4 separate regions of the Mus musculus genome follow, and all the other regions are linked to region 4. The links are chromatin contacts, called in public HiCAR-type and promoter capture Hi-C maps. All regions are on one chromosome and are shown on one strand. Each heading gives the region's core, a stretch centred on a gene start, on an enhancer-like site or on the middle of the called end of the contact. The rest is flanking DNA. Distances are from core to core; before and after follow the strand shown.

Region 1 (6,273 bases), core at 3,703-6,202, 2.9 Mb after region 4:
TTTAGAAACCTTCCTTTGGAGTTGGAGCTGATGATGAACGAAGCCTTCTCAAAAATCCTTTCCCTTTCTTTGGTGGTCTTCGGTCCAAGGTAAGCTTCTCAGGTCTTAGGATGCGGATGAATCGATGCTGCTTTGGGATATAAGGTAAGACCTGAGGGCGGGGGAGATAGCTCATTTGGGAAAGTGCTTACACTGTATTGTGAAAACCTGGGTTTGAGCCCTAGCACCCACAAACAGAGCTGCGCTTGGTGGCATATACTTATGATCCCAGTTCAGGAGAGGAGAAGAAAAGAAAGGTCCCTGGGACCCAATGGCTACCAGCCTGGCCTGCTTGGAAAGTTCTAGGCCAGTGAGAGAACCTGTCCTAAAACAATAGGACAGCTCCTCAGGAGGACACAAGATTTATCTCTAACCTGCCCAGGTGCTAACCCTGGGCTCAAAAGCCTGAGACCTGGCAACCATTTAGCTTGTGTCTTAATCCTTCTGATAACTGTGGGGCAGATCTTACTGGGGATGTTTTGCTGCCTACTCCTCCTCCTCTTCTTCTCTCCTCCTCCTCCTCTCCTCCTCCTCCTCCTCCTCCTCTTCGTCTCTCCTCCGCCTCTTCTTCTTCTTCATCTCCTCCTCCTCTTTTCTTCTCTTCCTCCTCCTCTTCTTCTCCTCCTCCTCCTCTTCTTCTCTCCCCTTCTTCTCCTCCTCCTCCCCTCCTCCTCCCCTCCTCCTCCCCCTCCTCCTTCCCCCCTCCTCCTCCCCCTCCTCCTTCCCCCCCTCCTCCTCCTCCCCCTCCTCCTCCCCCCCCCCCTCCTCCTCCTCCTCCTCCTCCTCCTCCTCCTCCTCCTCCTTCTTCTTCTTCTTCTTCTTCTTCTTCTTCTTCTTCTTCTTCTTCCATCTATCCACCTTTAGCCTTGAACAACAATAAAGAAGGGAGAGCCACAGCTTTACCTAGCAAAATAGTTCTGGAAGAATCTGTTTCGCTAAAGTTGCCATGTTCATCTTATATTGTGCTGTGAACCCAACTTTAGTGAGTAATCTAGTAAATCCTGAATGCTCCACAAAAAAAGATGGATTGGCCTTTTTGTCAGCATTTGTCAAGTGCATACCAGATCTAGTTCTAAATTGTATGTTTTCTATCTAAAGCTAAGATCAGGTTTCAACACGAGAGCCAGTCTATGCAGTAGCCTCAGCTACCCTGGGAGGAAGGATGCAGGGCTCGTAGGAAGCTGGGTACCTAGCCACATCCACCTTTAAAAGCCGCCCAAGTCCAAAGGCTGCAGATCGTTGGGTACAAGGCTTCAGGCTTTCCTGTTTCCCCTTAGGTCAGTGTTGCCTACCTTTTGTTACTATGTAAATCCAGACCAGAGAAGTCTAACTTTGCTTCCTTTTGCTTTGTGTGAGGTAACCAACACTCTCCTTGTAGTGACAATGTTTCCCAACCTTTGTACAGTGTTATTGTCTTAATTTTGAAGCATCTTCATTTGGGTGTTATTTTTGGATTTAAGTCTAACCTACCCTCCTCAGGAGCACCATTTTAACTGTAAGCATGGTTTGGAATGCAGGGCAGGTGGCCCAGATTGCTGACAGCTCGGTAGTGGATCTGATCAATCTGGCTTGAGGCCCTTGTTCCCATTTCCAGAAACATGACTCTGGACCCAATCTTCATCATTTCCTAACTCAGTGCAGAATAGGCCCCTCTCACTCCAGCTTTGTTCTATATCCCACTGTGAAAACAATCATCCTGGAAACCCATTTCAATCAGTTCATGCCTCAATAATCCCAATGTTGCCCATTGTGTGAAAGCTAACTCCCTCAGTAGTCAGGAGCCTTGATCAAAAGTCCGTCCTTTTCTTTGAAGCTTCTAATTTTCTGTCTCGTTAATAGCTCTAGGAGAGAGCACTTTATTCACTCGGTCACTCATTCAAGGATGAATTAATATTTATTTACTGTCAGGTGCTGTGGATTGTGATTTTAGCAGGAAACAATGGCATAATTTTATAAGAAAATTCAGGCTCAGGGGCCATTGGTAACTTGTGTGTGGTTAGGATGTCTCTGCTTTTCCTGATGCACTGTGTATATGTATTGGCTACGTGTTCCAAGCATTTACGATGTTTCTTTGCTAGTACTAAACTGGTCTCAGAGGCTGGGCTAAGAGGATGGCTAAACCACGGAGAGGATATATACTGACAGGCATTTTGAAGTTAGTGCACCCTGTATGCATTGACTCTTTCTGAGAGCTGAGACTTGAGACTAGCCCCTATCTTCATCTGGCCTTGGTCTGACCTCTCTTAGCTTCCAGATGGGTTACTAGGAAGGTGTCACCACACCTGTCCACAGTGACTCTTTCGAAGAAAGAAATCCAGTAGATCTGTTGGGAGAAATAGGCAGAGATGTCTGTCCTCCTGTCTATCTTGTCTCCTCTGATCATTGCTTTGCTTGTCAGTCCCTAGATTTAACCTTTCTCCCACTGAAGTTTGCACATTTATCTAGTCCTTCCAGCTTCCCCAGTGCTTTACAATCAATATAGTCATGGCGGGGGGAGGCTCTGTAATCAAAGGACAGTTCTAGGTTGATATAGAGAAAAAGAAGTGAACACCATTCGGCCAAGTGGAAGAGACAAAGGACAGCTTCCAAGCAACATGAGAACGGAAAATAATTAAGGAGAAAACAGCTACGGGCTGGAGGCTGGGAGGGGCCGAGTTGGGATGAGTAAGATGACATTGGACAGAGAGGAGGAAGAAGGCATGCACAAGGGTCAGGAGTGCCTCTGAGAGCTCCGGGAGCTAAACTAGGCTGAAGGGCTTGGCTAGGGGAAGATGGAGAGGCATTGGTCCAAACTCAGACTGCATGGCTAGATCTTGAAGCAAGGGAGCTGAGCTCTGTGGGCATTGGGGAACCCACTGCTTTGAAAGCATGTTTCCTTCCCAGATAGGGCTAAGATCTAAGATTAGAGTTGTATTTTAGAACGATGGGTACAAGAGCCCTTTGGGGACATTGACATGAAAAGTGTCACTGAGGAGAGAGGGTTCAGCTTGGCTGCACTCACTATCTTAAAAATAAAAGAGAATTGTAAATCCCATGAGGAAAAGAACTGTTTGTTAGGGTTCATATGTTTGCTTGGGTTTTAATAAAGTAGTATTTCCTGTTTTTATGTACAACAAGAGTGACAGAACCCTTTTGGTCTTTGTGGAACACTATAATAGTAGATGCTGGTGGAATTATTCAGAATAACTAAGTAACAGAGGAGGGTAAATTATTTGATCTAATATCCCTGCTTCTAGAAATTTTTTTTTTTTAATTTGCGGGCAGTATGGCACAACCCCTTAATCTTTGACAGAGCCTATGCAGCAGGAATATAGTATATATTTAATTCATACACAATCGATAGCTAGTAGATCCTTTTGCATTTGACACATACAATCCAGATAAATGACAAGAAACAGTCTTTAGGGGCAACAAGATAGCTCAGTGTGTAAAGACACTTGCCCACCGTGTCTGACAACCAGAGTTGGAGTCCCAGAACCCGTGTAAGGTAGACAGGACTTTTAAGTTTCTAAAACTCACACAAAAACCATGGCATGTGTATACCTGAGGTCACACACACATTCATTTTTACAATAGAAATAAAGTATGCCCAAACTAAATATTAATAAAAACTAGAAGGAACTGTCTTTAGTCTTTCGAGTAAAGATGTCTAGCCGGAACTGAAAGGGACAATAGACATTTAAATTTTGGTATCATAAAATTTGCTTATGCAAAATGCTGTGGGAAGTTAAAAGAATAAAAAAAAAATCACTGAAAGATTCTTCTGGGAATTACAATTGGAAAAGGAAATATGTGTTATAAGTGAAAAATAACAAGTCAGCTTTAGTAATTACTGAGCAAATACTGCATTTGCAGTGATGATTCCAGAATCTCATTCAGAGTCTCCCAGTTCTCTTCAGCTCAGACAAGAGAAGCCCCGCTGTGTGTAGCCTGGCTTGGCTTATGGTAAAGGGAGGCCTCGCCGAGCTACCGCGAGCTTGCTCTTGTAGTTGCGCGTGTACTGGGAGGCTTACGGCAGTGGGCGGGGCCCGAATCCCCATGTGGTCCCGACATCATTGACATGGCGGAATCCCCCATCAAACCCTCCTGGTAGTTATTTGAGCAGCGGCGGCGGCCGGAGGAGGCGGCGGAGAGCAGCGGCGGGAGCGGCGCAGGGGACGGCGGGGATCCCGCGGGCGGCTGGCTGGGACGGCGTGGGCGACCCGGATTGCGGGCACCCGGAGCCCCGTTTCAGCCTGAGGGGAGGTAAGGCGTGCGGGAGCGGCGGCGGGCTGCCGGGGGACGTGCCACCCACAGTCGCTCTCGGGTCCCTGCGCTTCGGAGCCCGGCCGGACTCCGAGTCTGCACGAGTGCGCTCCCGGCCCCGGAGCACTCGGGGATGCCCGAGGAAAACTTGGCTGCCGAGTCCCGGTCGCGCCCCGACCGCTCGGCTGCCCGAAGCTCCCGGCCGGGTAGGGGGCGACCCCTCCAGCCCCCGCTCGCTCGGGAAGAAAGCGGAGGATGCGGGGCTCGCAGTTCCCCTCCTCCCCGGGCCGTCGCTCCGAGGAATCCGCTCCCCCGCCCAGATCCCCGCGGCAGGACCGCTGCCTGGGAGGGGGAGGGCGCGCGGCCAGGCCGAGGAATCTTCGACGTGTCACTTTGGGAGGCTGTAGATTTCCATATGGTGGAGGGAGGAGGGCGTGCGTGCGCGCAGAGCTGGGATTCGGGGCTGCCTTGGCCCCCTTGGGGGTGCCGGGCTGTGACCCGGGACCCGGGATGCTCGCGGGGAGGGTCCCTGGGCGACCGGTCGCCCCCGCCCCCGCCGGGGCCTCTTGGGGACACTCCCCGCCCGCCTCTGGCCACCTCTGCGCGCCACGTCCTCCCTCCCCGTCCTGCCCCCTGGGCTCCCCCCGGGCTGGGGGCGGGAACCGGCGGCCGCGGCTGGACTCGGCGAGCCAGGCGGCTGCAGGCTCGGGCGGGGGAGCGGGGCGCGGCGGGAAGCAGAGGACGACCCGGTGCGTGTGGGCCAGCGGAGCGCGGGTCAGTCGGTCAGGCTCGAGGGGCGCCCCTGCCGGGGGTGGGGCGGCCGGGAGACCCAGCGGGTGGAATCCGCGCCCCGAGGCGGCGGGCGGGCTGGGCGGGCCGCGGGGACCGTCTGGTTCGGATGGCAGGCAGGAACGAGCTGCCGTGGGAAGGGCCTGTCAGTCCTCGCGGAAAGCGGGGCCCGGGGCCCGGGGCCGTGACCGCCTAGCGTCCCCAGCGCCCGGCCTGGGGAGCCTGGGGGACTCTGCGAGCGTCCCGGGAGACCTGGCTGGGCCGCCGGGCGGCGCCGCTGGCCGGGCGCCTTCCCGGAGAGAACGGCTGGGGTTGGAGATTTTTCGAATCTCGGCTCCCACCCGGCGATCCCAGACGAAGGAAGCACTGGCATTTTATCCAGACAGTGCGGATTGCAGACTTCCTTAAAAGTTACAACTTTTTATTTTCTTTTCTCTCAGGCCCAGCGTTTTCTTTAAACAAAATGTAGAATTTGGCCGCGATGAGGCTGACGCTGGGGCCAAAAATGCACACGTTTATCTCCATCCCGGCTAGTCCCCCTCCCCCTCTTCCCTCCCAGGCTTAATCATATTTTGGAACTGGCGAGGGCTTTTGTTGGGTGGGCACCCTTGATTGCTTGTCTGTTTATTTTTTAATGTGCAACTAATTTGATTTGAATTTCCTCCAGTTTCCAGGCCTTACTAGGAGAAGCTAGGGGAGAGGGAATGTGCCATTTTTTTTTCTTTTTTTTATAAATGTGGCAAGAGGTGGGGCATTGGGAAAGGGGAGGCACCCTGGTTGTGGCAGAGAGTTAGTAGGAGCAGACAGACCCGGAAGAAAAGGAATCCATTCTGGAATAACATTCTTTTTTAAAACAACAACAAAACAGTACAAAAGAAAGTCAGGTTTTGAGCAAAATTTCACTGCTCTGTTCAGATTTGAGTGCGTGGCGCTCCCGCATCTCCAAGTATCGGCTGGGACCCTGGGAACTTGAGTTATGCCACACAGCGCATGCATGCATAGCAACTCTGACCTGGTTTTGTGACTGGTGTGGGGGCTGTTGGTTCGCTCCTCGTTGGAGGCTGACTGTGGATGCAGTAAAGACTGGGTTCAGTAAATTTCCTGGCTCCCTGGGAGCAGCTGTTGAAGAGGGTAAAGTCCCTGGACATGCTTCTGGCCAGGAGGGCCAACCGGAGTTCATGCTTACCGAGACGCGAGATA
Region 2 (6,289 bases), core at 763-3,262, 2.0 Mb before region 4:
CTTGGAAACACCAGGAGCTGTGAGAGTCCATCCACACACTTTGTTACTCTTGGGATGCTGCTCTGAGCAATGAAAATCTCACTGACTCTGCTTTCCAACACACAGTACACAGGCTTGTTCTTTAAAAGTAGGGGTTCTTTTTAGAAAACTAAGAGACAGGCAACAAAACAAATACAATATGATATAATATGAAGTGGGTTTTTTTGGGTGATGAATACTTTTTACTTCTTTTAAGTATTTGGACTATTCAGCCAGGATTTCTGTCCGCATCAAATTTTCACAGATCATCAAAGACCATCAATCTTTTCGGGCTCTGCAGTTCATGTTTTGGAGCTATGGATGTCTGCTTCCCCGATCATCTCCAGAATAGATTCAGTACCCCAGGGCTTTCCACTAAGTTTCCCCAGGTGCTTGTCTTTCAATATACAGTTGACAGTAGAGTATTTCTCAGAATCCTGCCATATGGGACATGCTTGTGCACAGGATTATGAGGGAGGAAATCACAACAAAGGAAAATAAGTATCTGAGTTGGTCTAGTCAGGTGCCATGTTATGTGACTTCATGAAACAAGCAGAATCCTAGTGGGCCTCAGTTTGCTAGTCTGTGAAATGGGGATAAATGACAGAGGCAGGCTGAGGCAGGGAGCCTTAGAAATGCATGTCCTCCCTAAGTACCGGCTTCCCCTTGTCTCCAACCTTCTAGTTTAGGACTTATTACTGAAAGATGCCATCAAAAATTAGACCACTCCGGCTGCAACCTACCATCCTGACTCTTTGACGTGTAAGTCTGGTACTTCTTCATTTTCTTCTAGTATTTAATTAGGGAAAGCAAAACTTTGGGGAGAAACCACTTCATCATCCTGGTATCTTGGTGTTTTCACATCTGTGGTGGGGTGGCTTTTACACAGAGCAGATCTTCTCCCCAGTCACATTCAGACTGCTGTTTGGCCTCCTTGCCGGTAGGTATGAGTGGCTTTTATTCCAGGTTGATATGGAGCAGCTGATAAGGAAGAATGGAAGGCCGCGGGGGTGCCAAGCTCTCCTGATATTCTTTAAACCCTTCTACAGCTCTGCAAGCCTCTTTTACCCAGCTCTGTTTCTTTAAATTGTTTGACGTCAGAAAGAGAATGCTATAGCAACCGTCTGTCAAAGTGGAATTAACTCCGAAGAAAGATGGGGGTGGGGAGAGGAGCAATGCCCCTGCAGAAGAAACAAATTGGAGGGAGACATTTAGTTTATAACATGTTCAGTATAAAACGCCGGAGAAATGCGAACAAAGTCGCTTGAGATGCACTGAGGTGCACTAGTGTTTAAAGAGCAGAGACCTGGCAGGGTGCTGGGAGAAGGCCTTCCAGTCATCAGTGACCACAGAGTAACTTCCGAGAGCTGACAGTCAAGAGGGCAGGCTCTGTGCGAGCATAGGTTTGTTCAGGAATGTTTACAGCACGTTCTGGTGTTGGGGGTGGGGAGGAGGGCAGTATCACTAGCTTCGTGTTCCCAGTGAACCTCGGGCATCCACCGACGGCTGCTTGGCTGGATTGACTTCAGATTTTAGAGCCCAGTAATTGCAGACTGCATCTGTGGCTCTCCTGGCTCAACCCTGCAGCCCGCCAGAGCAGAGCAGCCTAGGCCAGGCCCAGGCGTGAAGAAGTCAGGCACTCAGCTTAGACGGCGCGTCCAGGGGCACACTGATAAATCGAAACTGCAGGGGATGCGCTTTCCGCTTCCCAAAGCCGCAGAAGCTGCACGCCTTGCCAGCGCCCACCCCCTGCACCCTGGCCCAGGCCACGCGCGCGCCCCCGCCAGCCCCCTCCCCAACACACACGCACCCTGGCCCTGCATGCGCCAATCAGCCTCCACCCAGGCCAAGCGCGTTCTGGGTTCCCCGAGCCCCTGCAAGCGCCCCCCGCCCCGACCGCGCTCGCTCCCGCCAGCCCCGACCCGAGCCACGCGCGCCGCTCTCTCGGCGCGTTCCCAGACCCTCTCCCCGGCCTCGCGCGCCCCCGCCCCCGCCCCCGCCCAGCGCGCCGCGCCCGGGTCCCCGCCCCGTCCGGCGTGCAGGGCTCTGGGTGTGGTCGCCGTCTTGTGTGGTGGAGCCAGCTAGCGGTTCGCGACCCGCAGCCGGGCGCCCAGCAGTAGCGCGGTGGTGGCGGCCGGGCTCCAGGTAGGTGGCGAGCGCAGGCGGCGGGCGTCAGGGCTCCGTGTGGACGCGGGTGGCGGGCGCTGGGCTCCGTGTGGACGCGGGCGGCCGGGCGCGGGGCTCCGTGTGGACGCGGGCTCCCCTGCGCTCTGCGAGGCCCGGGACGGCCGGAGGGTGCGTCCACCCGGGAGTCTAGAGGACGGTAGCTGCAGAGAATGCCCCCCCCCCCAACACACACACACACACACACACACACACACACACACACACACACACACACACACAGCCTCCCGCCATCTCCACCAAGTTCTCCACGGGCTGCTGGAGCCTCAGGTTGTTGTTTTTGGACTGATACTATGTCCCCAAAGCTTGGTTATTTTTAAGGTGGGTGATAACGGATTTTGGATATTTGCAAGTTTAGAACTAGAGAAAGCGGTTATTTTTTCTCGTCTTCTCCCCGCATCTCTTTCTGCGTTTTCAAAGTTGAGAGAAGGCTGACAGTGGTGGGTGATTTTGTTTTCTCTACTCCTTTCCCATCCACCCCCCCCCCAAAAAAAGGTGAGTATTATAACCTGCTGTAGACCCGCGCCCTACTAGGGAGTTGCCTTAAGACAGAATTGTAATTATTAGTCCCTTTCAATATCGCGAACTCGGACGGTGGTGACCTTTTATATATTTCAGCTTATCAGGATGTGATGGCTGGCATGCTAATGTGAGAGGGAGAGAGGTTGTCTTTTACAGGGGTCTGACCAAACTGTATATCTGGTCTTTGCCAGCATTCATTGCTGATTCTGAAAGTTTACTGTATATTTTAATATTTTGATTAAGAGCACTTAAGGAGTCTTTTGCTTTTGCATTTGGGTTTGCTGGTGAATTTGAAACCGAAATAGAAACTTTAAAAATATCATTTAATAAATATTGCCAGACCTCTTGTCTACACGTTATTAGACCATGACGCTGATTCTTCGTGCTGTGGTTTGCTTAACTGCATGCCTTAAGCCTATGAGCAATACACAGGAAGCAGTTCTGAGTTGCTGGTCTTTTATGAATAAACATTTCAGCGTGTGTTTTTACTCCTTAAAAATAGATCCTGAAATAGATCCTGGGACAATTTCAAAACTAAGAGTGGTATCTAAGTTGGGCTTTTTTTTTTTTTTTTTTTTTTTTCCCCATCACCAAATATTGTCGGAGAGTGAGTGAATTCTCTGATTTCTTTCAGGTGTGTTATTTAAGTTTGGTGGTTTGGCTATTCCTTTCTTTGCCTTGCTGGCTAGTTTAATCAGATTTATTAAAGGAATTGTTTACTGAAGCTCTGTCCTCTCATCAGGGGCAGTGAGCTATTCTGTTCTGTCATCTCTGGGTCACTCCTCAAAGGACACATTATACCTTCCACAGGCAAGGCGATGTTAAATGACTCACTGTGGCCTTGTAACTGTTAACTCAAGTTGGAGTCAGGACAAGATCCCTCTGTCCGCAGAGTGCATGCTTTTCCTGCAGAACACATTCAGTTAGTCCTAGGTCCTGGGAAGGACCCTCAGCCATCACTGATGTACACATAAAATTTCCTTGACATGTCAGAAACCTGTGCTGGTTTCTCTGCTGTGATTGGTGCCATTTACTGGTGTTACTCTGTATAGCCACCCATCAGCCATTCTGTTCCTGGCATCCCTGGGGTCAGTGACCCTTTTCCTGAGGTACAGTTACTCTATTGGCATTAAACTGGTGGTGGCTCCTACAAACTAATACCCCTATTTTGACATGGGCTCCAGAGAAACAACTACCACCACTTTGGGAGGATGGAAGCAGGGTAGCAAGCAACTCCAGGTGTTGTGGAGTTTCAGCTCCAGCAGATGAGGCAGGAGGGTGTTGTTGAAAGGGGTTCTAACCTGGGCTACAAGGAAGCCCCTGTCTCCCAACAACAACCTGCTTTATAACGTGGGAATTCTTTGATATCCTTTATGTGTTAAGCCAGATGTTCTCACAGCTGCTTCCTGTACTACCACCCCCTTACCCTGAAGCTTCTGTGTCTGGTTCTGTGGCTCCCTTACGTTGTTGTGTAAATATGGTGGTGTATCTACTGAAAACACACTTTTCTCAATGTGGTGTTCTACCTCAGTTACTGTCCTATGTCTTTCTGTCTGTCTTTCATTTTTTTCTTTCTTTTTTTTTCTCTTCTCTCTCTCTCTCTCTCTCTCTCTCTCTCTCTCTCTCTCTCTCTCTCTCTCTCTTTGTTTGTTTCGTTTTGAGACAGGGTTTCTCTGTGTAGTTTTAGCTATCCTGGAACTCCATCTATAGACCAAGCTGGTCTGGAAACCACAGAAATCTGTCTGCTTCTGCCTGCTTTCAGAGTTCTGGGATTAAAGGTATGTGGTCACCACTGCCTAGTTTTTATTAAAGTCATTTTAAATTACTCGTGTTTCTGGGCACCTTAGTGCCAGTGCCTGAAGAGGCAGTGGCTTCAGATCCCTCTGAAGGTAGGGTCATTAAGGGTCTTTGCGAGGCACTTGTTTCTTCTTCAAGAGCAGTATGCTCTTGTAACAGCTGAGCATCTAAGCTCTTTAAGCTTTACCACCTAATTTTGATCTTCATTGAGAAAGGCTGATCTTGCTTGTCAACTGGATGTGAACCTTGGCAGAGGAACCTGAAGAATTGCTTCCATCAGATTGGTCTTTGGGCATGTCTGTGTGGCATTTTCTCCATTGCCAATTGATGGGCTATGTAAGAAAGGTAGCTGAAAGTGAGCCTGGGAGCGAGCCAGTGACCCTCTGTGGTTTTCCCTTCAGTTCTAGCTTGAGCTCCTGCCCCCGCCCTCCCTCCGTGAGGACTGTAACCTGGAAGTGCAAGCCAAATCAATCCTTTCCTCCCCAGGTTGCTTTGGGTCAGTGTTTTAGCATAACAACAGAAAAGCAAGCTGGGGTAGCTCATTAAAAAACATAAAAGCAAAAGCCCTTGTATTACATTTTTATTGAGTGTGTGCATCTGTACAGGTGTGCATTCATGTGTGAGCAGATGCAAACCTGTGGCTGTCACAGGACAGTCTTTTCTCTCCTTTGGTCCTGGGGTGGGGGTGGGGCCAAACTTGGGTCTTTGGGTTGTCATCCTGCAGGCCCTGGGAAAGACAATAAATAAATACAAGACAGGTAGGTAGTCTGTAACTCCAGTACCAGGACCCCAACACCTTCTGACTTCCTTGGGCACCAGGCACCCGTGTTTACACATACACACACAGCCTTGAACCCATGCACATAAGCAAGCTGGAGGGGGGCTTTAGGATATGTTTCTTTTTCTTTTTTTTTTTCTTTTCTTAACTCCACAGTTGAGTACAAACATTGAATAACCGAACACCAGAAGGAAAAGAACCAGGTAGGGTTTGAACATGGGACCGGCCAGTTTCGATCTCATTGTAAGATGGCCCGGGGAAGTTTGATCTTTGCAGGTAGCTCTTACTTGCATGGTAGCCGTGTGGTGGTCCTGAAGCCATCTTGTGGGTATTGTCACATTGAGAAGATGAATGTGAGGGTTTGAATGAAAATGGCTTCCGTGGTCTCGTATGTTTGAACGCACATTTCCCAGCTTGGTATACATTTAGGATGGATTAGGAGGTGTGGCCTGGTTGGAGGAGGTGTGTCACTGAGGGTGGGCTTTGAGACCCAGGATCTCTGCCTGCCTCCTGCCAGCTGATCAGGATGTACAGTTCTCAGCTCCAGCCCCGAGCCTGTCTGTTTCCCCAGACCAGCCCTCTGAAGCTGTAAGCAAGCTCCCAGTTGAATCCTTTCTTTTATAAGAGTTGCTTTGGTCATGGTGCCTCTTCATAGCAATAGAACAGTAACAAAGACAATGAGTCAATGTATTGATATTTCATGAGCTAGAGTTTTTACTCCAAGAGACAAAAAACAAGAAATAAGGGCTGGGTGTGGACTTCATTGGTAGGGGGCTTGCCTAGCATGCCCTGGCTTCTACCCACTTCATTGTGGCACATGCCTGTAACGCCAGCACTTGATAGGTGGAGCAGAGGGTCAGAGGTTCAATATCCGTGGTTACACAGAAAGTTTTAGGCTAGGCTGGGCTATGTGAGACCCTGTCAGAAAGGAAGGGAGCTAGGAAATATGGGAGGAGCAACGAAGAGTCTCTAGCCTTAGGTTCAGACAAA
Region 3 (6,608 bases), core at 3,454-5,953, 2.3 Mb after region 4:
TCTCAAGAAGTAAAGTGGAGAGGTAGCTGCCCTTCCCGATGACCTGGGTTCGATTCCCTACACTCCTGTGGCAGCTCACAACCATTTGTAACTCCAGTTCCAAGGGATCAGACATCCACTTTTGGCCTCTGCAGTCTCCAAGGATGCTGTGGCGCACAGGCATGCGTGAATTTTTAAAATACCCAAACACATAAAAAATAAAAATAAATAAAAACAAAATTGAGGTACAGAGAACTAGAGAAAGGAACATGACGTTGACCTCTGGTTTCCACATTCGCATGCACATACACAAACATGTCAGCTAAACACCTGTGTGTACCAATTTACATATGCAAACTACACACACATAGGTCAGGAGCAGGGGGTGCGGGAAGAAGAGATTGATGGCTAGGTCCAGAAAGGCATGGGGGTGGAGGTGAAGGCGGTGTAAGTCATCTAATTTTGTCTGAGTCCTGCCCCAAGCTGAAAGTCTGAGGTCAGAACCCCTGACCTTGAGTGCCCGACGCCTTGGGCCAGGCTGAGCAGAGCCAGTGTTGAGAAACACGATCCTCTTCAGAAGGCTGTCTGTGCTGAGCTCACCTCATAGGCAATGCAGCATCATGGTGGATAATTTCATCTTTTAATACAGCGAGGTCTGAAGCAGGCATGACTCAAGCCCAGGTCTGAATAAGAAGATTGTTTGCAGTAGCCTGGGTGCGTGCATACACATTTTCATACACCCACATGGAGAGAACTTAGTCTGTAATACTACATATAATATCTGCTGTAATACTACATGTAATATCCGCTGTAATACTACATGTAATATCCGCTGTAATACTACATGTAATATCCGCAACTCCAGCAATTTTAAAAAGCATGCATGGACATCAGAAACCTCACACACGGAGGTATCTGAATAATGTGCATGTCTGGACGGACCCCTTGGGACATGTTCAGATGGAGAAGGGTTACTGAGAGAGGTTATCAGCGCAGGACACCATCTGTCCTATCTGATTTAGATGTCTATTTGACTTCGAAGAAGAGACTGAAAGAAGGCTAGGCAAGATACATTCCAAAGGTGCCAGATAGTTCTGGTCATTTGATTTGGTAAGTTCACTGTTTCTAGTAGGTTTTCCACTCTCAAGACAAAAAAATCCATGCCCCTGGTCAAATGATTAATTTCTCTTGCCCTCCCTACTAGCAGAAAACATCTCACTGACTTCATTTCCAGCTACAAATGATCAAATGATGTGTCTTAGAGAGCAGACTGAGGAGTCCGGAACCATATTCTTTCCTCTGGCTACTTTTATTTCCCCCTTGGCTGTGTGACCTTGGACAGCAAAGTTTACCTCTCTGGGTTTCAGCTTCCAGAGTGTCACACTACAGGAATGGGCCAGTGTTCTAAGATTCTTTTCCAGCTCTCATCTATAAAACCATCCCCTACCTAACATTCAAGACTTAGTTGAGCTTCATGAATCCTGCCATGAGGACTCATGGAATTCTGATTATTTCCTAATCATAAACCCCACTTCATTTTAGTCAAAAACAAAAACAAAAACAAAAACAAAACCACCACTACCACCACCACCACAACAACAAAATCCCACCCATATTTTGCATGGCTTAAATGACAGGGCTGGTACTGGTTGCTCTGGTTTGAATTATGCATTGTTCCAATTGGGGAGAATTTCAGACTAGGCCCAGTCTGGGATCACTGACTGAGAACAATAAGCCCCCAAAATCAGAAGGAGAAAGGCCTCTCTAGACAGGATCTGCTTTTAAACCACCAAGCCCAGGGCTTACAAAGAGCATTGATTGTATACATTAAAGAGCCACAGGGATGTCGAGGGGCTGACAGGGCTGCACCACTGACCTTGCCTGCAATTCAGGGTCAGGGTTTCCTCAGAAGGACTTCTCTGCAAGCTTAGGAACCAACCTCTCCAAATCTGGGAAGGCAGCCACCATCTACGCTTCCATTTGTGGGCATCACCTACTGGCCCTCGGAGACAAACGGACCTGCACACCTAGCCTACCACAAGACTGCCTGACGCTCCCAGGCCTGCTGAGTACAACTGTCTGCCCATCTGCATGTAAGTCTTCCAGCCAATAGCTCCCCCAGACACTGGGAGTAGCTGTTATCCTAGCTCTTTGCACACACCAGTGCAGGCAGAGAATTCATTGGGCTTCTTGGGTGACAAAGAGCAATCTCAGTAAATCATACAAAGATATCTGTTCCACATACACATAGCAGAGCCCGGGAGTTTCCTCAAGTATGCATCAAGGTGCTCTGTGCTTGGTATCTCAGAAAACCTTGCCCACAGGAGCTAGTCCCCTCCTCCCAGCCCCCCAACTTAAAAATCATATCAGGGAGAAGGATGCTAAGATTCCTGCTCAGCTATATCACAAGGCTGCCTCATTGTTCAGGCCTCCACCTCTTAGCCACTCCTCCTTCTCCAAGTCTGGTCCACCTGATTAACTCACACCATAGCAACTCCCAGACAGAAGTAGAGCACACACCATGGGTGAAGAGGAAGCCGCGCTTGTTTAAAGCACCCACTCTGCTCCCAACCCCCACACTTAGCTACTCACTGGTTCTGAATGTGGCCTTTGGGCACCAGAAAAACAGACAGCTTACTGTAATCATGCATGAATGAGCTTCTGCTGCCCCACTAGCACAACAGGCCGTTTCATAGGGCAGTCAGTCCTCAACCTTCGAGTTGTCTCTCTGAATTGTCACCTCTCTCTCTCTACCAAAAGATATGGGAAGGGGCAAGGATTCAAGGAGAGGGAAGAAAAGAGACTCGTGGAGCCTGAAGAAAAAGTATCACCTCCATCAGACAGGTATCTAGCCCCTTAAAATATTTGTAGAGAAATGTAAGGGCAGGAAGGCTTTAGTAGACACAGGTAAACGGCCTCAAGATTCTAGCATCAATCTAACAATGTGTTCCGGAGAACCACTGAACTTCCACCCCTACTGGCGGTGGGTGACATGAGATGAGACACCATCTCTTAGGTCTCACCTACCCTCCAGGCATCAAGCATATGCATTTGCTGTTTATTTTATTTTTAGTTCGGGAGAGGAAGAAACTAGTGGAACTGAGATTGGTGTCCAATCTTTCTCAGATGCCTGCTGCTGCCAAGGCCACCACCCCTCCTCACCCCCTTCCTGGCAGGCAGCATCTAATTAAAATGGCAAGAGCGCTCGGCCCCCTTCCCCGAAGGAGTGTGCTGGGATTAGAGGTGGGGGTGGGGAAGCGTCGAGGCTGCAATGGGATTCCTGGCAGTCTGATTTTCAAACAACAGCAAAATGGATTCTAGATCACTAAAGTCTTATTCAATACAATGGAACGACGTCTGAGGTGTTTCATTAGGTAAAGGCAAAGCGGCCGGGCTCGGGGAAGGGAATATGTTTTACAAAGGACTGTTCACAGACCTGGGACACACACACACACACACACACACACACACACACACACACACACACACACACACACAGGCACACAGGCACACAGGCACACACGCACACACAATCTCTCCAGGGAGTTCCGGTGTGGTGAGGAGAAGCGGTTAAGCTTCTCTTTCACCTGCTGAAGTTCAGCCATAAAACTGAAAGGTCACAGTCACCGAGGGAAGGAATAGGCAGGGCTGAGTTCAAACCACAGATAAAGGTGAGTGCACACTGGCATATAGGGAAGAGCTGAGCCGGAGCCCCAGCACCGGAGACAGAAGCCGGGAAGGGAGTCAGTTAGCACCTACAAGACCAGCCCAGAGCAGCAATTACTGCTCCATTGGAGCAGCAGGGTCCGCTGGTAGAGACAGCTAGCTCACGATGGCATCTTGCAGGTAGCTGGCAAACGTGAAGGGCCAGTGCCTTTCTTCTCCAAGAGAATCTTTTGCAGCAAGGAGCAGTCGGGTCTCGCGCCTTGGCACGAGACGGTTGCCCGGGTACACACACACACACACACACACACACACACACACACACACACACACACACCAGCCTTTCATGTAATGCTCTTACACCGATCGAAGATGAAACTGACAAGCTCTACCAGCTTCCTTGCGGAACCTCGGGAACAGCCTAGGAGCACAAGGGGAGCCCAGCCCCTGCTGTAGGGGTAGGGGCTCAGCCTAGAACCCCTCGGCTGCCCCGGAATTAGAACAGAAAGGCAGGGAACGTTCCCTCTTTCAGCCCTAGACCATTGGAAAAAAAGGAAAAAACACGTTCTGCTCACCCTCAGGGCGGAGAGATCGATTTCATCCAGGCTGCGAGCTGGGGAGTCGCTCGCCATGTCGACTCTTCGCGGGAGAAATGGACCAAAACCACCCCGAAGCGTCTTCCTTGGCAATTCCACCCCGGTCTATTTCGCTCGCGTCCTCATGCGGCTGTCCGCCAGAGAGGCCCGGGGCCCAGCCTCCCCCGCCCACCCGGGCCCCAGCAAGAGTCCGATCCCGATCTTCCGAGAGCGTCGATCCGCGGGATCCCGGAGCCCGACCTGCGCGGATCTCCAAGCCCGGAGCCGCGGTGCGTGTGGGCTGCGCGCCCTGATCGGCTAAGGGCGCTGGGGCTGCGTGGGTGTATTTAAATGGGACATGCTTCTTTGCTTGTGCGTGGATGGCGGCTGCATTGGCTGTTATAATGAGACATATCAACTCCTCCACTCAGCTGGGAGGTGGGGGTGGAGAACCACACAGAACTGTCTATCACCGCTTCCTGGGAGGAGTGGGGGGGGGGGGAGAGGCGTGGTCTCCGACTGGGGAGAGGCCGCGCTTCCTGACCGGGTCCCTCCGCCACTAGCCAGGGTGGGGGAGGGGTACGCACCCTTTCCGCCCCAGCTTTTGAGGGTTAATAGTGCTGAATCTAAACAGCCGTTTTTGAGCCTCTCTGTGCAGGAGCCTGAATGCTGAATATATATTTTTAATGTGTCCAATTTGTGCAGTGCACCAAAATGGCTCTTCGATCGTATCTTGGGGTTTCTTGACTGCGTTCAGATACTCTAATGGTGAAAAGGGTGGTGGGGAGAGGCAGCGGGAAAAGGCAGCAGCGTCCTCCCTCCCCCATTAATTATTTGTGGGGCTGGAGTAAAGGCGGGCCGGTGCAACCGGTGCATATAAGGACTTGTGCGCAGGGAAGGGGATCCGCCTCCCCGCGCAGAGCGAGTTGGGGAGAAGCTCACACGCGCCGAGCCGGCAGCCTGGCTTTGGTGCTGAGCAGTGGCCACAGGGTCACGGTCATTCGCGGCCACTGGGTTGCAGGAAGGCAGGCCCGAATCGTCTGTGGTTCTCTAGGCTGAGTAGGTTTGCTAGAAGCTGGAAATCCGAGAGATGTGAGCTCTGTCTGGATATCGCCACACCCAAGACCTGCGCGTGCCGCAATTCCCCACGGAAATGACCGAATTGAAAAGAGAAGCTTGCTCCCTGGGTGCAGTAGCTCGAAGGATTCAGGTGACTCCAAGGCCGACATTAATTGGGCAACATAGTACCTAACCCAGTGTTTCCTCCTTTGTAGCTTTTCCGCGGTGACCTACCTGGATTCATGGAGAAAGTTTGGCTCTAGGATAGTGAGCCCTGACCCGCGAGCTATTTGACTTCGCTCGCTTTTTCACTCAAGAGCTGGGTGTTTGCAGTGGTAACCCGTCATTCTTTATCAAAAGTGTAAAGTCACTTCCCCAACCCTCTCGCATCCTTGCCTGTCTCCTAGTTTGGCCACGCAAAATACGTCGGAAGAAAACATTTATAGTGAACTCTTCCCACTGGCTTCAACTCATCAATAGTTCTGAGTGTTCCTCTAGCATCTACTGAGATAAAAAGCTAAACATACTGGGGGGGGTTGATTTTTATTTGACTTTTTGTTTTGTTTTCTTTTGGGGGGAGTAGAGGTTCTTTTTGATTTATCTTATTGGTTGTTTGATTTGGTATGGTTATGAGACAGATCTTAAGTACTTAAAGGAAGTCTTCCCTTCACTGTGCAGCTGGGGATGGCCTTGAACTCCTCATTGTCCTGCAAATGACCCCCCCCCCCCCGCCCACCCAAGTACTCAGATTACACATGGACACCAACACTTGGGCTGTTGCCACTTCTTTTTAAAGTCATGAAGAATAAACTAATTATGAGCTTCAGAACAAGTTGAAAGAATGAATGAACGGACCAACACTAATGAAATTAGTGTTAGCTGGACTGTTTAGTCTTGGACTCATTGGGGTGGGTCATGTGCTCTCTAAACCATACCATGAAACTAGAATGCTGTTCCGAACCCACAAGCCTCCACGAAGGGACCAAGTAGAAGCCATCTTTTCCCTCCACCACACTTTTCCTTGTGTGTCATCATCATCTTCTCCTTCTCCTTCTTCTTCCCTTCTTCTTCTTCTTCTTCTTCTTCTTCTTCTTCTTCTTCTTCTTCTTCTTCTTCTTCTTCTTCTTCTTCTTCTTCTTCTTCTTCTTCCTCTCCTCCTCCTCCTCCTCCACCTCCTCCTCCTCCTCCTCCTTCTTATCTCACCCTTTCTCTAGACAACAGGTTAACATGTCTCAAGATGAAGCAAAATAATTTCAGATTAGGGTATTGAGATTCATACGCAGGGCTCCTTTAAAAGCTTCAGACTTGAAAATAGGAGATAAACATGCTCAC
Region 4 (5,833 bases), core at 362-2,861:
TTCTGTAGATCGCCCCAAAATACTCACTAAAGGAGGCAAGCACATTCCTATGCGCCTTAAACTGGAATTCTCCAATCACTACGGTACAGTCGCAAAGAAATCCCGCTTCCCGTTGCTTATTCAGTCTCTCTAAAAGGTGCTCACAGTGGTGTGAATACTGCATTTTGCTAGCAGAATGGGATTTCACCCTTGATCTAAAAAAGACAAGAAGAGACGGTGAACTGATAGCCGTAAGCTTTCATCAAACATTCACCCATGCAGCGGTAAGGGAGTGTGGGACAAAAGACTAAACCCAAAGAACACAGCTCTTCCTTTGCCTCCCAACCCCCAAAAGCCTCATCGAACACTCGTGGTGATTAAATGCTTTTCTTTGTTTTACTGCACTAGAACACTAATGCAATAAAAGGCAGTGAAAAAAACAAAAACAAAAACAACAACAACAAAAAAAAACATGTCACAGTTGTAAACAGGGCCGTAAAATCCTAAGCTTCTAGAGTTGACCCCTCAAACTTTTAAGCTCCAACAGGCATCTTTACCTGAAGGTGCTTAAACAAATAGACTAAGAAAAGCCTCCTTGAAACAGGATAAGAACACGATACGAGTTGTTCCCATTGCTCTCTGATCACTGAACCCTGTAAGCAGAGATGGTGAGGTTCCAAGCTCCAGGCAAGTGCAAGGGGGCGGGAACGCCCCGACCCGCTGTGTCAAAGGTTCCATCACTCTCCGGAGGAGGACACACCCCTTGCCTGCCCGCTGCTTGCTTGGCAGCGGCGGAGGGCGACAGTCCTAGCCAGTCCCCGGCCACCGCTGCCTTGCACTCCCAGCTTGCACTCCCGCGAGTTCCCACGGCACCGGCCATGACTACATATACCGCGGACGCTGCCTCTGCCTAGACACCCTCCTCCGCCCCGAATCGCGCTCGATCTCCGAGGCGCCGGACCACATAAGACCCCGGGATCCCAGAACGCAGGGACGACAGGCCAGACAGAGGGCGGCACTCACCCGTAGCCGCCCAAGGGAAACAGTTTCTTCACTCTCTCACCGCCATCTTGGGAGGACGTCACTGCGACGCTCCGCCTCTCCCTTCCTCCTCTGCGATAGCGTCACGTCCGGGTGTGTGGTCCATTGGGGACACCGGAGATAGGACGCTAAAAGTCTACTAGGGCCGGCGAGCTGGGTCTCAGAGCCCTGACTTCCCGGCATGCCCAGGTCTCCGGATCACACCTCCTTGCTCACTCGCATCCGGTGCGAGCTGCTCACCTTGTCAGCCCGCAGCTGTCGGCCCAGATTCTGGATGGAGACCGGGCTTGAGTGCAGAGCCGGCCTCTCCGGGAACCGCGCTGCGCGCTGCATGCTGGGAGTTGTAGTTCTTTTCCTCGCCTGTCATCCTGTCTTCATTAGCGCCCCTCCAGTGGAGATGACTGTGTTGTGCACCCTGGTTCTTGACCGGGGCGAGTGGGAGGGATATGCTTAAGTCGAGACCAATCACTCCTTCCTCTTTTGCATATCCGAAAGCTCTTGGGACCCCCAGAATTCTGTTTGAACCGGCTCACCAAAGCTCATCTACCAGAATGCCCTTACCTGGCAACAGAGATGAGATGTTCGAAAGCAAAGCAAAGCAGCAGGGCACACTGGGCATGCGCAACGTGGGAGGAAGGTGGGCTTTCTACCGGAAAAGGTTTTCCTACGTCTGAACCAGAATAATTTTAGCACAGTTATTTACCTCGAAATCAGAGTTAGTGCAGTAAAGGGAGAAGAGCAAAGTTAAGTTTTGATGTGTTCTTCCCTAGAACCTGCGGACGTCATAAATCTTAAAAAGCACAACTGAAACGTTTGTTGGTATAAGTTACGTTTATGCTTTTTAAGGAATTTACCTGTGACTTTATTTAAAAGACAGTCTCAAAAACTCTGAGAGTTTTTTCCATACCGGAATCTTTTTGCTTATATCTCTGTGAAGAATTTGTGAATAAAACCACGAGTCGTTTTTATAAGAAAAATGTTGAGGCTACTTTTTTATATGTCTGAGTATAAATTTCTTTTTAATTTCATCTTTTTGTCAAACCCTTTCGATAATGTGTTAATTCTGAAATATTTAGTGAAGTTGACATATAAATTAAGAACAAAATTTAGCCTGACAGGAGGGGGGGGAAATGGAATCTCGAGGGGAGAAAACTGAATACAGACATGCTTCAGAGGCTAGAGATTGGGAGAATGCCTTCTAGAATCAGTAGCTACCTACTTCATCAGCCCTTTTTGTTGCTGCTCTCGTCTGTGTGTTGGGGCGTTTGTTATCAACATTAAAACAGCTGATTCAAGGTCGTTTCTTTAATGGGCGGGTTACCGTTTTAAAAGATATGTTTCCGCCCGGTTTCGAACCGGGGACCTTTCGCGTGTTAGGCGAACGTGATAACCACTACACTACGGAAACTTGGTTGCACTGGTGTGTTGAAATGTTCTTCTTATGTGATGTCGTCATATACGTTTCACACCTGTTTAAGGTTTATGCATTTTTCAATGAGGAGAGAGAAAAAATATTAACAAAGCACAGTTAACTTAACAGGCTGAGACTATTTAAAAGTTTGAACTTGTTTGCAATTTCTTTTTCTCCCTTCCTTCCTTTCATTCATTCTGTCTTTTTCTTGTTTTGCTAAGCCCGGCGGGTACACCACTAGAGACCAGCAGGCACACTTAGTTCCTGGCCGAATTTCATTTTTTTTCTCATTTTAGACAGGTTATGCTTTCCTCCAGCTGGGAAGCAGCGGCGCGCTGTAGCCAGGGCCTGTGATTTGGCGCAGTACAGTGCTTTGGCGGGTTTTGGTGGAAGCACGTGTAAATTACCCTTTTCCCCATCCTGCTTCGAAACCAAAGCTTCTATTTGTGTGCTGTTTTAAAGCCCCTAAAGGATGCGCGAAACCAGACACCAAGACGTTCATTTTTTGCTGCGCAGTGTACTTTCTTTTTCTGAACTGAACTTCATAATGATCTAAGGCATTTATATTCTTACCAAATGGCAGACATGTTCTTATTCCTAAAACATCAACCTCAGGAAATGAAAATTAGCTTCGGAGGACCTAGAGATATAATCCAGAAGATGAAGAAAAGGATGAAATAAGGGGGGAAGGAGGGGGGGGAAGAGGGAGGGAGGGAGGGAGGGAGGGAGGGAGAGAGAGAGAGAGAGAGAGAGAGAGAGAGAGAGAGAGAGAAATGAACGGAGAAAAGAAAAGGGGAAGGAGGGGAGCCGAGCATCCCAGAACTCAGAGCCTGAAGAGGGGAATTCCGCTGAGTTCGAGGGCAGCCTGTGCTAAAATGCACCATCTTACAAAACCCAAAAGGTTTTGCCTTTTTGTGTATATCTTTAGAAAGGACAGGAAAGATGTAACGTTGTTTACTTTACTATACAGAACATAAACTCGTTTCACACCCCAGCACTCCCTGAAATTGATCCTTACAGAAGCCAGGCAGAGCCTTCCTGTAGCGATATTTCCAAGGCCGGTGTTAAGGGTCTTCCTCCAGCTTCCCACTCGCCCTGGAACACTACTGTTAACCACAGTGCAAGGACTTAAGAGAATTTTTTTTTAATAGACATTCAGCGTGTTTGAGAAAGGTTCTTGCAAATTGTTAGATTTCTATGTTTTGCAAGGGTAGCCCGGTTTTCTGGTATTAATGCTGAGAGCTTCCAGGAGCAGCGGTGATGCTCAACCCATGGAAAGCGGTCGCAGGAGGCACCTCACTCATGTCATGCGGGCCAGCAGATGGCCGGGTCCTCTGTGACGCGACATTACCAACACCTGTCACCGCACAGCCTGGGAAGAGCGGTCTGGAGGCGCAGATGCAGCAGCACCAGCGGCATGAGCGGCTACCAGCCACCAGTGGTGATCGACAACGGCTCGGGAATGATCAAGGCGGGCCTGGCTGGGACCCGGGAGCCCCAGTTTGTCTACCCGAATATTCTGGGCCGGTCCAAGGGCCATACGGCGGACAGCAGGCAGGAGCTGTGTGTGGGTGATCAAGCGCAGGAGCGCAGGAGCTTCCTATCCATCAGGTACTGCGGGACTCTGCAGTCTTGGGGGCTTTGTGGAAGTGGGTGGAGAGCCCATAGCTAAAGCCACCCCGAAAGGACCAGGGAAGGAACCCCAAGGCCACTCCTTACAAAAAACAAAAACAAAAACCCAAAACAAACAAACAAACAAAAACTTCTGTTCTCTATACACAAATATATTCAAGCATACAGTGGCCGTTCATGCTAGATGTGCCTGCGTAAGAATGTGGCTTGACGTGTGACTTTTGTCATGCGGTGTGGTCTCTTGAACTATTTACAATTATACCAGAATGTGGGAAGTTTCCAACTTTTTGAAGTCACATTCTCCAAAGAAGAGAAAAAAATAGCCAAGCAAAATGACTGCAGAGAAAAGTAGCTGTGCTGTTTACTGGAAGTTACTTTGTCAATTACAGAAAACAATAATGATAAATAGTCCCCTTGGATGCAAAGGAACAGAAAGGTAGAATTAACAGTTTCTATTTAAGAATGGTAGCCTTCACCTTCAATCGGGTAAAGGCAGGGGAGTCTGTGCATTCCAAGCCATCTTGGTTTGCATACTGAGTTTGTTTTATTTGTCTGTCTGTCTGTCTGTCTGTCTGTCTGTCTGTCTGTTTATTTGATGTAGAGTTTCTCTGTGTAACCCTGGCTATCCTAAAACTAGTTCTATTGTTTGGACTGGCCTGAAATCGTAGATCTGCCTGTCTCTGCCTCCTGAGTGCTGGAGGCAAGTGTCATGGGTTCTAAGCTAGCCAGCACAACATAATGAGATTCTGTCTCAAAACAAGAACTATCAAATAATAATAATAATAGTAATAGTAATAATAATAATAATTTAAGCCAAATCTAAAACCACCATTAGCAACAACCATAAAAGCACAAGACTTATATATTTTATTGTCCTCCCTCCAGCTATCCAGTGGAACGGGGTCTCATTTCCTCCTGGGGGGACATGGAGATCATGTGGAAGCATATCTATGACTACAACCTGAACCTGAACGCCAGTGATGGCCCGGTCTTGGTTACAGAACCTGCGCTGAATCCACTGGCAGACCGGCAACACATCTCCGAAGTGTTTTTTGAGAATCTGGGAGTCCCTGCCTTCTACATGTCCGCCCAGGCGGTGTTGGCTCTCTTCGCTGCTGGCTTTACTACTGGCCTGGTGCTGAATTCAGGAGCTGGGATTACTCAGTGTGTGCCCATCTTTGAGGGTTACTGCCTATCTCATGGTGTAAAACAGCTAAATGTGGCAGGATCTGACCTCACCAGCTACCTCATGATGTTGTTGAAGGGTGATGGTATCATGCTGCTTAGAACCGGGGACAGGAAGGTTGTTACAGACATTAAAGAGAATGCTTGTTATGTGGCGATGAACTATGAAGATGAAATGACCAAGGACTCTAACCTAGAGAAAATATACACCCTGCCTGATGGAAAGACTGTCAAACTCCATAAGCAGTTATTTCATTGCCCAGAGGCCCTCTTTTCTCCATATCTTGTGAATGTTGATGCTCCGGGCATCGACAAGATGTGCTTCGGCAGCATAATGAAATGTGATACAGATCTCAGGAACTCCTTCTTCTCCAATATCATCCTTTCGGGAGGATCAACGTCTTTTCCTGGTTTAGATAAGCGACTCATTAAGGATGTGGCAAAGCTGGCACCTGCCAATACTGCCGTACAGGTTATAGCTCCCCCGGAAAGGAAAATATCAGTGTGGATGGGGGGTTCTATTCTTGCCTCCTTGTCTGCCTTCCAAGACATGTGGATCACGGCTGCAGAATTTGAAGAAGTTGG

The links. Promoter capture Hi-C pulls out the DNA fragments that hold promoters and counts their contacts. HiCAR-type assays count read pairs that join an accessible place to other places. Capture Hi-C pulls out chosen DNA fragments and counts their contacts.
Region 1: a promoter capture Hi-C map of pre-B cells shows a contact between it and region 4, with 3 times the contacts expected there. The contact joins the promoter of Fndc3b here to the promoter of Mynn in region 4. A contact is called at or near these places in 2 of 39 promoter capture datasets (hippocampal neurons and pre-B cells).
Region 2: a contact with region 4 is called in a promoter capture Hi-C map of liver, with 5 times the contacts expected there. The contact joins the promoter of Gnb4 here to the promoter of Mynn in region 4. A contact is called at or near these places in 2 of 39 promoter capture datasets (the C10 cell line and pre-B cells), 2 of 115 datasets of contacts at active chromatin or transcription factors (astrocytes and double positive thymocytes) and 1 of 9 other capture datasets (liver).
Region 3: a contact with region 4 is called in a HiCAR-type map of astrocytes, with 3 times the contacts expected there. The contact joins the promoter of Tnik here to the promoter of Mynn in region 4. A contact is called at or near these places in 1 of 39 promoter capture datasets (frontonasal cranial neural crest) and 2 of 115 datasets of contacts at active chromatin or transcription factors (astrocytes and thymic regulatory T cells).

The regions. Positions count from the first base shown.
Region 1 is chr3:27,709,131-27,715,403 of GRCm38.p6, reverse strand. Fndc3b (fibronectin type III domain containing 3B) reads left to right here and starts at 4,952. Exons shown (of 26, transcript NM_173182.3): 1 at 4,952-5,058.
Region 2 is chr3:32,612,313-32,618,601 of GRCm38.p6, reverse strand. Gnb4 (guanine nucleotide binding protein (G protein), beta 4) reads left to right here and starts at 2,012. Exons shown (of 10, transcript NM_013531.5): 1 at 2,012-2,163. Gm52622 (a long non-coding RNA gene) reads right to left here and starts at 1,991. Exons shown (of 2, transcript XR_003954599.1): 1 at 1,325-1,991; 2 at 118-1,199.
Region 3 is chr3:28,261,309-28,267,916 of GRCm38.p6, reverse strand. It overlaps Tnik (TRAF2 and NCK interacting kinase), which reads right to left and starts at 4,703. Exons shown (of 33, transcript NM_026910.1): 1 at 4,218-4,703. The coding sequence starts at 4,274.
Region 4 is chr3:30,597,865-30,603,697 of GRCm38.p6, reverse strand. Mynn (myoneurin) reads right to left here and starts at 1,611. Exons shown (of 8, transcript NM_030557.3): 1 at 1,003-1,611; 2 at 1-194. The coding sequence starts at 163. It overlaps n-TVaac8 (a tRNA gene), which reads right to left and starts at 2,428; the gene lies at 2,356-2,428. Actrt3 (actin related protein T3) reads left to right here and starts at 3,828. Exons shown (of 2, transcript NM_029690.2): 1 at 3,828-4,042; 2 at 4,949-5,833. The coding sequence starts at 3,849.